Linked DNA regions of Zea mays: region 2 is linked to region 1. The links are chromatin contacts, called in public Hi-C maps. All regions are on one chromosome and are shown on one strand. The core of a region is the stretch at or near the end of the contact, and the rest is flanking DNA. Distances in the headings are between cores, read along the strand shown. Region 1 holds the start of LOC103653279 (probable potassium transporter 4). Region 2 holds the start of LOC100284872 (clathrin assembly protein).

Region 1 (3,471 bases), core at 959-3,458:
GCTGCTTCTTGATATTGGTCTTTGGCTGACTCGCAAGATAAAGATTTATAACTAAAATACTTCTTGTTGCTGGATTTGAGCCAATTCTCTTATGTTGTAATTTTGGTATTCATTATCTCGGATATTGCAAAGGAACTAAATGATTTCATTATATGTCGTTCTTTGAAGTTTAGGTTAATAGACCTTATGCAAATTCTCTGTAGGACTACTTCAAAAGCAAAAAGATGGATATGACAGTTAATACACAAGTAGCCATTTGTAGCTTATTTTTGCTATTGATATAGACGTGCCACATTTGTACCTATTAGTTTCAGCAGAGGTATTTTCAGGCCATTTGCACCTGTTATGGAAACAAATTCTCATGTTGCAAACTCTTATGTAAACTTGGTCCAATTTATAGTGGGGGAATTTTCACAACTTTACGCATTGTAGCTAGCATGAAGAGAGATAGGACATAGGCAGATGTTTCTTCTTTCGTTTTTCTTCCATAATTTTTTCTTTCATAGGGTTGCAATTGGCTTACTGCCTTGCTCTATGTTGCAGACTAAGAGGAAGCCAAGTGTATTATGCAATGCAACATTATTCATTGCTGAACTCTCATGGGTGTAATTACATCAAGGCAGATATTATTCTCCAGATGCTCATGAGAGATCTTGAACTTATTCAACTGTTTATATTATGTATATTCTCCTTTGTCAACTTACAACCTTTTGTTTTACGTTTTAGTGATGACATCAACTTTGTTTTACATTTGCAAGCCTCTGTTGTGCATGTGTGTGAGGCCACTCTAACGAAGCGATTGATAGAGTTCAAAAATATTTTAGTCATTATCAATATGTTCAAAGAAAAATTGAATAACTGAACCCCCTTCGTTTTTGTCGCATGGTTCAATTTTAGTGAGCATGTGTTTGCACCAGACAAGTTTCTGCTTTACATGTTTCCATTTGACCTCGGGGGTGAGGAAGGGGATGAACTGCGTACGAATTCTTACGTTCTGGAAATCTTAAGAAAGACTAGGTTCCCACGGGTTCGTGGTGCCAGTGAAGTTAGGTGACTTGAAACAATCCTTCAGCACGAGTAAGAGACTCTATCCGTTTCTTTTAGCAGATTACAAATCAATATAGAAGCAAACATGGACTTCTCTATTTAACCACCTATACACTTAACTACAAATTGCAGTCGGATCATATGGCTTGGGGGTTGAATTATCGGATTGCCCTGTCTTATTGTTCAGCAAGGGCTCTCGTGGAAATGCATAGCTGAAAGCAGTTATTGGAGAAAGATCAGGTCATTTGATGTCTACTTTTTTATTAGCATATATCTCAGTTTTTTCTCTAAAAATTACTTTAACAAGCTACCAAATTGGAATATTATGTTATTTTAGAAGATGAGGGCTTAAAATGCACTCTATAATTTATTACAAAGGGCAAAATTAAGAGACAAAGATGCTAACAAGAACATAAAATGAGTGGCCGATGAGCATTTATTTTACTGTAAATGATGGATTTATTCGATGTGTAAGATTTTTAAGGTATGTAAAAATTATTAACTTTTAAAAGATGCTAACAAGAACATAAAATAAAATTATTATCTTTAAATTTCAATGTATCTTATCTAACATATTCACTCCGTAACAACGCACGGGCGTTCATCTAATATATATATAACATTACAAAACTCACCTAACAAAATCAACTCCACACTCATAACTTCCACTAAATCGACCAATTAAATTAAACTTAGACCCAACGTACCATCGAAACCAATGGTTCTGATCGCTGGATAACCTTCCTCTTATTTACTCAAATTCGATGGATAATATTATTTGGATCATACATCATCTCTCTCCATCGCCACCCCACCATCTCCCTCCTCTCACTCGTGCCGCCACCGCTGATCTCTCTCCTTCCTTTCTCGTAATCATAGCATTAGCATTGACTATGTGATACTATATGATAGTATATATCAGATTTGGTGCAGTCCAAATAAGCACATGCCATTTTTTACTAATACGCCTCCCCAAAGCTTTTGTGGCTGGCAGGGACTCGGTGGAGGACAACAATCCTCATCCACGCACGTTGCGCACCTCAACGGAACAGAGCTGTTAGTGGGTCGCGTGGGCCACGGCCCGCCTGCCCGGGCTCTGGCCACGTCATTCCCACCTTTTCCTACTGCTATAAAAAGTAGCGCGCATGCGGCAGCACTTATTAGTGCTTAATAATACTGAACTAGCTGAGCTTTGCCCACCGAACATTTGCCTCAGGTCCCTGGGAAACCTGCTGATCTCCGCCGCCTATGGCTGCTGCCTCCATGGACGTGGAAGCCGGACAGGGGAGAAACGATGTAAGTGTCGACCATACCGATCCCCTTTTTCCATCATGTTTTACCGTACTACAATTGTTTATTATCAACGTCGTCTCGGCCTCTCGGGTAACTCCTCCCTGCTTGATAGTTCCATCGCTAACCTTCTTCAGAAACAGATAGCCATGTTTGATTCAAGAAGAAATGAGGAAAATTTATGAGGGGTTTAGAAAAATACTTTGTATTTTTTAGGGTTCTGAGGTAAAACCATATTTTTTATGCCAAAAGTAGTTACCATGGATTTTTAGATACATTTTTTTGAGTATTTGGAACTCCACTCTAACCCAAAGTTTTTGTCTATAACTAACTTTTTCATATGTATACTAAATACTCTCTCCGTTCTTTTGTATTTGTCGTCGTTTAGTTCAAAAGTAGCATGCGACAAATATTTGAGAACAAATATAGTATCATGGTTTAAAATACTTTGTCTCCAAACAAGTATTGTTGTTAGTGATGTAAACAAATAGTATTGTTGTGTCATGATAACTTCAAACTATAGTATACTAAAACTATGGTTTTTATAATACTTAGTAACATGATGTGTGTTGCAAGCCGATGAAAACCACATGCTGACCATGGAACTATGGCACAATTACACTGCTGTTGCTCAAAAGCTACTCATCTGAAGATGAATCCGTACTAACGACAAGTACGACTAGTGTACCTTGACATCGTATCCGAACTATTTCCTGTTAAATTTTGTGATTAGGGCCTGTTTTTTTCTTGAAGGGTATTTGGAAGTTTAATTTGGGTCACATCAAATGTCACAATATTAATTGTGAATTTAAATATAGGTTTAATCATATTTAATAAATTTGTCCCGTATTTTAGTCTTTACTATATACTTAGTTTTATAATTAACATATATTTAATAACCTTAATTATCATTTAAACTTTGAATGTGTTAATAGATAAACTTTATTTAGGTGGAATTAAATCTCTTACTATTTAAAATTGAATAAAAATAAATTTATTTTCCCTCAATCACCTACAGTCCTCATGCAACCCAACATGACTTTAGTGCTTGTTCAGTAAGAAAAGGTTTGAAGGAATTGGTAGGGATTAAATCTCTTTCTAGTCAAAATTAAATAAAAAAATTTAATCTCTCTC
Region 2 (3,123 bases), core at 317-2,816, 280 kb after region 1:
GTTAAACCCTAAACTAACATAGTTCATCACTTATTAATTCATCCAATACAAGTATAGGCTTTGTTTTACAGATAAATGCTAGCACATTCGAGCTAACGAGCTATCTCGTTAACAAACCGAGCTAACATCTTACCTCGGTTCGTTAACGAGATAGCTCGTTAGCTCGAATGTGCTAGCATTTATCTGTACAGCTCGTGATAAAATTGAAACGAGCCGAGTCGACCGAGCTCACGAGCCACGAGTATTTTGTCCAGCCCTACGTTTGGCTAGAGAGATTAAAAATTAATCACTAGTTTTTAGTCCCTTTTTACCAAACACAAGGGCTAAAAGGACTAAATCAATTTAGTCTCTAGTCACTGAAGAGGTGGCTAAAGAGGACTAAACCAGATTTTTTTCCTTCCCAACCTTGTGCCGCTAGAGACTACATTTCGCGTCTGGATTAAATTAATTTTGTCTCTAGTCACTCAAAGGATAGCTAAAGGATACCTAAAGAGGACTAAACTAGATTTTTTTTCGTCTGCTCCCTACCTTCCTCCTCCCCAACCTTCCGTCGCTAGAGGATACATCTCACGTCTGCTTCATTTCCGGTGTCCTCTACGTATGAGTGACTGGTTCACATACTCAACACGAGGAACTGCTTGTGACTGTTCCATAACGTTGCTTCTGTACACTGTATAGTTGAGATTGTGCCATTTATAGGAATCAAGACAAGGGACATTTAAGTCTTTATGCACTTCATTTAATACGTTCAGATTTTGTTTAGTCTATAATCAAACAAGGTAATGACTAAAGTTTAGTACCAAGACTACGCTAACTAAACAGGGCCTTGGAGTAACTCCAAAAGATCGTGTAAATCAACCCTAAAACAGAAAAAATAATGATTTTTCTTGTTTTAACAGCTCCCTCGTGACTCGTCCTTCCTTTAAAAAATTCTCGTCCCTCATTTAGAGCGTCCTCTCTCTCCTATTTTCGTGTCCTCTTTTTCTCCCCAATCCCGTCCGCGCGCACACCAGCCTCCTCCATTTTTATTTCCCACGCGGCAAGGCTCAAGCGTTTTTGCCCTTTTGTTTTCCCACACGGTGGCGTGCATGCGAGCACCCGTTCCTTTTTGTGCCGAACAAACAAAGACAAGCAAACAACCCTCGGAGCAATCGAATCTGTTTATTTTGTCCCATTTCTCGATTTTCACTCTTTATTTAGGGGAATTGTTGAATTACACATCTAGTTACACTGTTAAAATTTTTTAGCCTAAACCCAATAATCAGTTTTTAGGGAAAAATTTTAACATTTTTTAGAAGTTGTCCCTACAACTCAATCTATCTCTAACCAAACAGGTTTTTATAGTATAAGTTGTGATACCAATAAAAATATTTATTTTGACAAATTTAGTTTCTTTTTCATTTTTTGAAACATGGAAAATTTAGTATTTTTCAAGACAGTGTACAAGCTCCACTTATAGAATGCTGGGATTTCTAGCGGTTTTGTGCGTACACGCAACAGCAAAGAGGATCGTGAATCCAGCCTCCCGGGGCCTTACAAAAATTAGAACGCTTGACCTGGCCCTCCACCGTCCACCTCCAGTCCTCCACCTCTGTCCCTCCCACGTCTACTCTCACCTCCTTTCTCTCCCCTCCGACCCCCACGTTACTGCCTGCCACGTTCTTGGCGCTTCGTTTCTCTTCGTCCCATCCCATGCCGTCCAGTTAGTTCCGTTGGCCTGATAACATTGTTTCTTGGAGCTTTCATCCTCTGCCAAAAGCTCGAGCGGCCACGAACGCTTCCGGCGTGGCTCGGAGCTGGCAACCGTCGTGGATTTGATCTTCCCGGGGCGCCTCGAGCTCGCCGGCGCCAGGGAAGGTGGTGACGCCAGCGTCCACGGTCAGGAGATGACGACCGCGCGGCAGTGGTGGCGGCGCGCCACGGCGGCAGTCAAGGACAGGAGGAGCTTGTACCTGAGACGCGTGGCGGCACTGCGACCACGGCCGGCCTCCGGGGTGGCCGCGGCGGTGCTGTGGAGCCCCGAGCTGGAGGCGGCCGTGATCCGCGCGACTAGCCATGACGAGCGGTCTGTAGACTACGGGAATGCGGCGCGGGTCTTCGCCCTGGCGCGCGCGTCGCCGGTGTCGGTGCAGCCGCTCATGTGGGCGCTGGCACGCCGCGCCGGGCGGACCCGGTGCTGGGCCGTGGCGCTCAAGGCGCTCATGCTTGCGCACGGCCTACTTCTGCGGCCCGACCTCGCGCCACGCTCGGTGCGCCTCGGCCGCATTCCCTTCGACCTCGCTGACTTCCGCGACCGCTCGTCGCCGCCGTCCAAATCGTCGGGCTTCTCCGCCTTCGTGCGCGCCTACTTCCGCTTCCTCGACACCCGCTCCCTCTTCATCGCCCAGGATCTAGATGCCGTCGCCGACACGGGCGAGACCGACGGCGAGGACGCGAGGCTGGATCACGTGACCAAGCAGCAGCACCTGCTGCACCTGCTCCTGCAAATCCGACCGTACGGGGACGGCATGGAGCTGGGCCTCATCTTCGAGGCGATGGACTGCGTCGTTATCGAGATCTTCGAGGTCTACAGCGAGATATGCACGGGCATTGCCCGGTTCCTCGTCGCCGTTCTCGGCTCGGCCCCGATGACGCCACGGCCACGGCCGGGAGAGACGTTGGCGGCAGCGAGGCGGCGGAGGGCAGTGCAGGGGATGCGGGTACTGAAAAATGCCGCGGAGCAGAGCGCGCAGCTGTCATCGTACTTTGAGTTGTGCCAGAGCTTGGGCGTGCTCAACGCCGCCGAATTTCCGGCCGTGGAGCGCGTCGCGGACGATGACATCAGGGATCTCGAGAAGATCATCATGAACCACGTCGTTGAGGAAAGCCGCGAGGACAAACAAATGAAGGCGTTGGTCGCCGTGGAGGAAACCCCACCGGCCTCGAAGACAGTGGTCACAACGGAGTGGGTGGTGTTCGACGACGACGACAACGCCGCCGCCGGCGCCAGGCCGAGGAATTTCGAAGGTTACTTGAATCCGTTCGTCACTGCGCCGTGGGATGCGACGCCGTAGCGGGTAGGAGAGACTTGTTGGTTTAGCCTTTAGAGTTGGCAATTGGAATGCCATCCATCCGTCAGATTAG

What was found. A called contact is a pair of places that touch in the nucleus more often than the background predicts.
Region 2: a contact with region 1 is called in a Hi-C map of tassel, with 2.7 times the contacts expected there. The contact joins the promoter of LOC100284872 here to the promoter of LOC103653279 in region 1. A contact is called at or near these places in 2 of 25 Hi-C or Micro-C datasets (ear and tassel).

Annotation. Positions count from the first base shown.
Region 1 is chr4:57,668,057-57,671,527 of Zm-B73-REFERENCE-NAM-5.0, forward strand. It overlaps LOC103653279 (probable potassium transporter 4), which reads left to right and starts at 2,209. Exons shown (of 4, transcript XM_008680221.2): 1 at 2,209-2,343. The coding sequence starts at 2,296.
Region 2 is chr4:57,945,000-57,948,122 of Zm-B73-REFERENCE-NAM-5.0, forward strand. It overlaps LOC100284872 (clathrin assembly protein), which reads left to right and starts at 1,567. Exons shown (of 1, transcript NM_001157767.2): 1 at 1,567-3,123. The coding sequence starts at 1,887. The coding sequence ends at 3,053.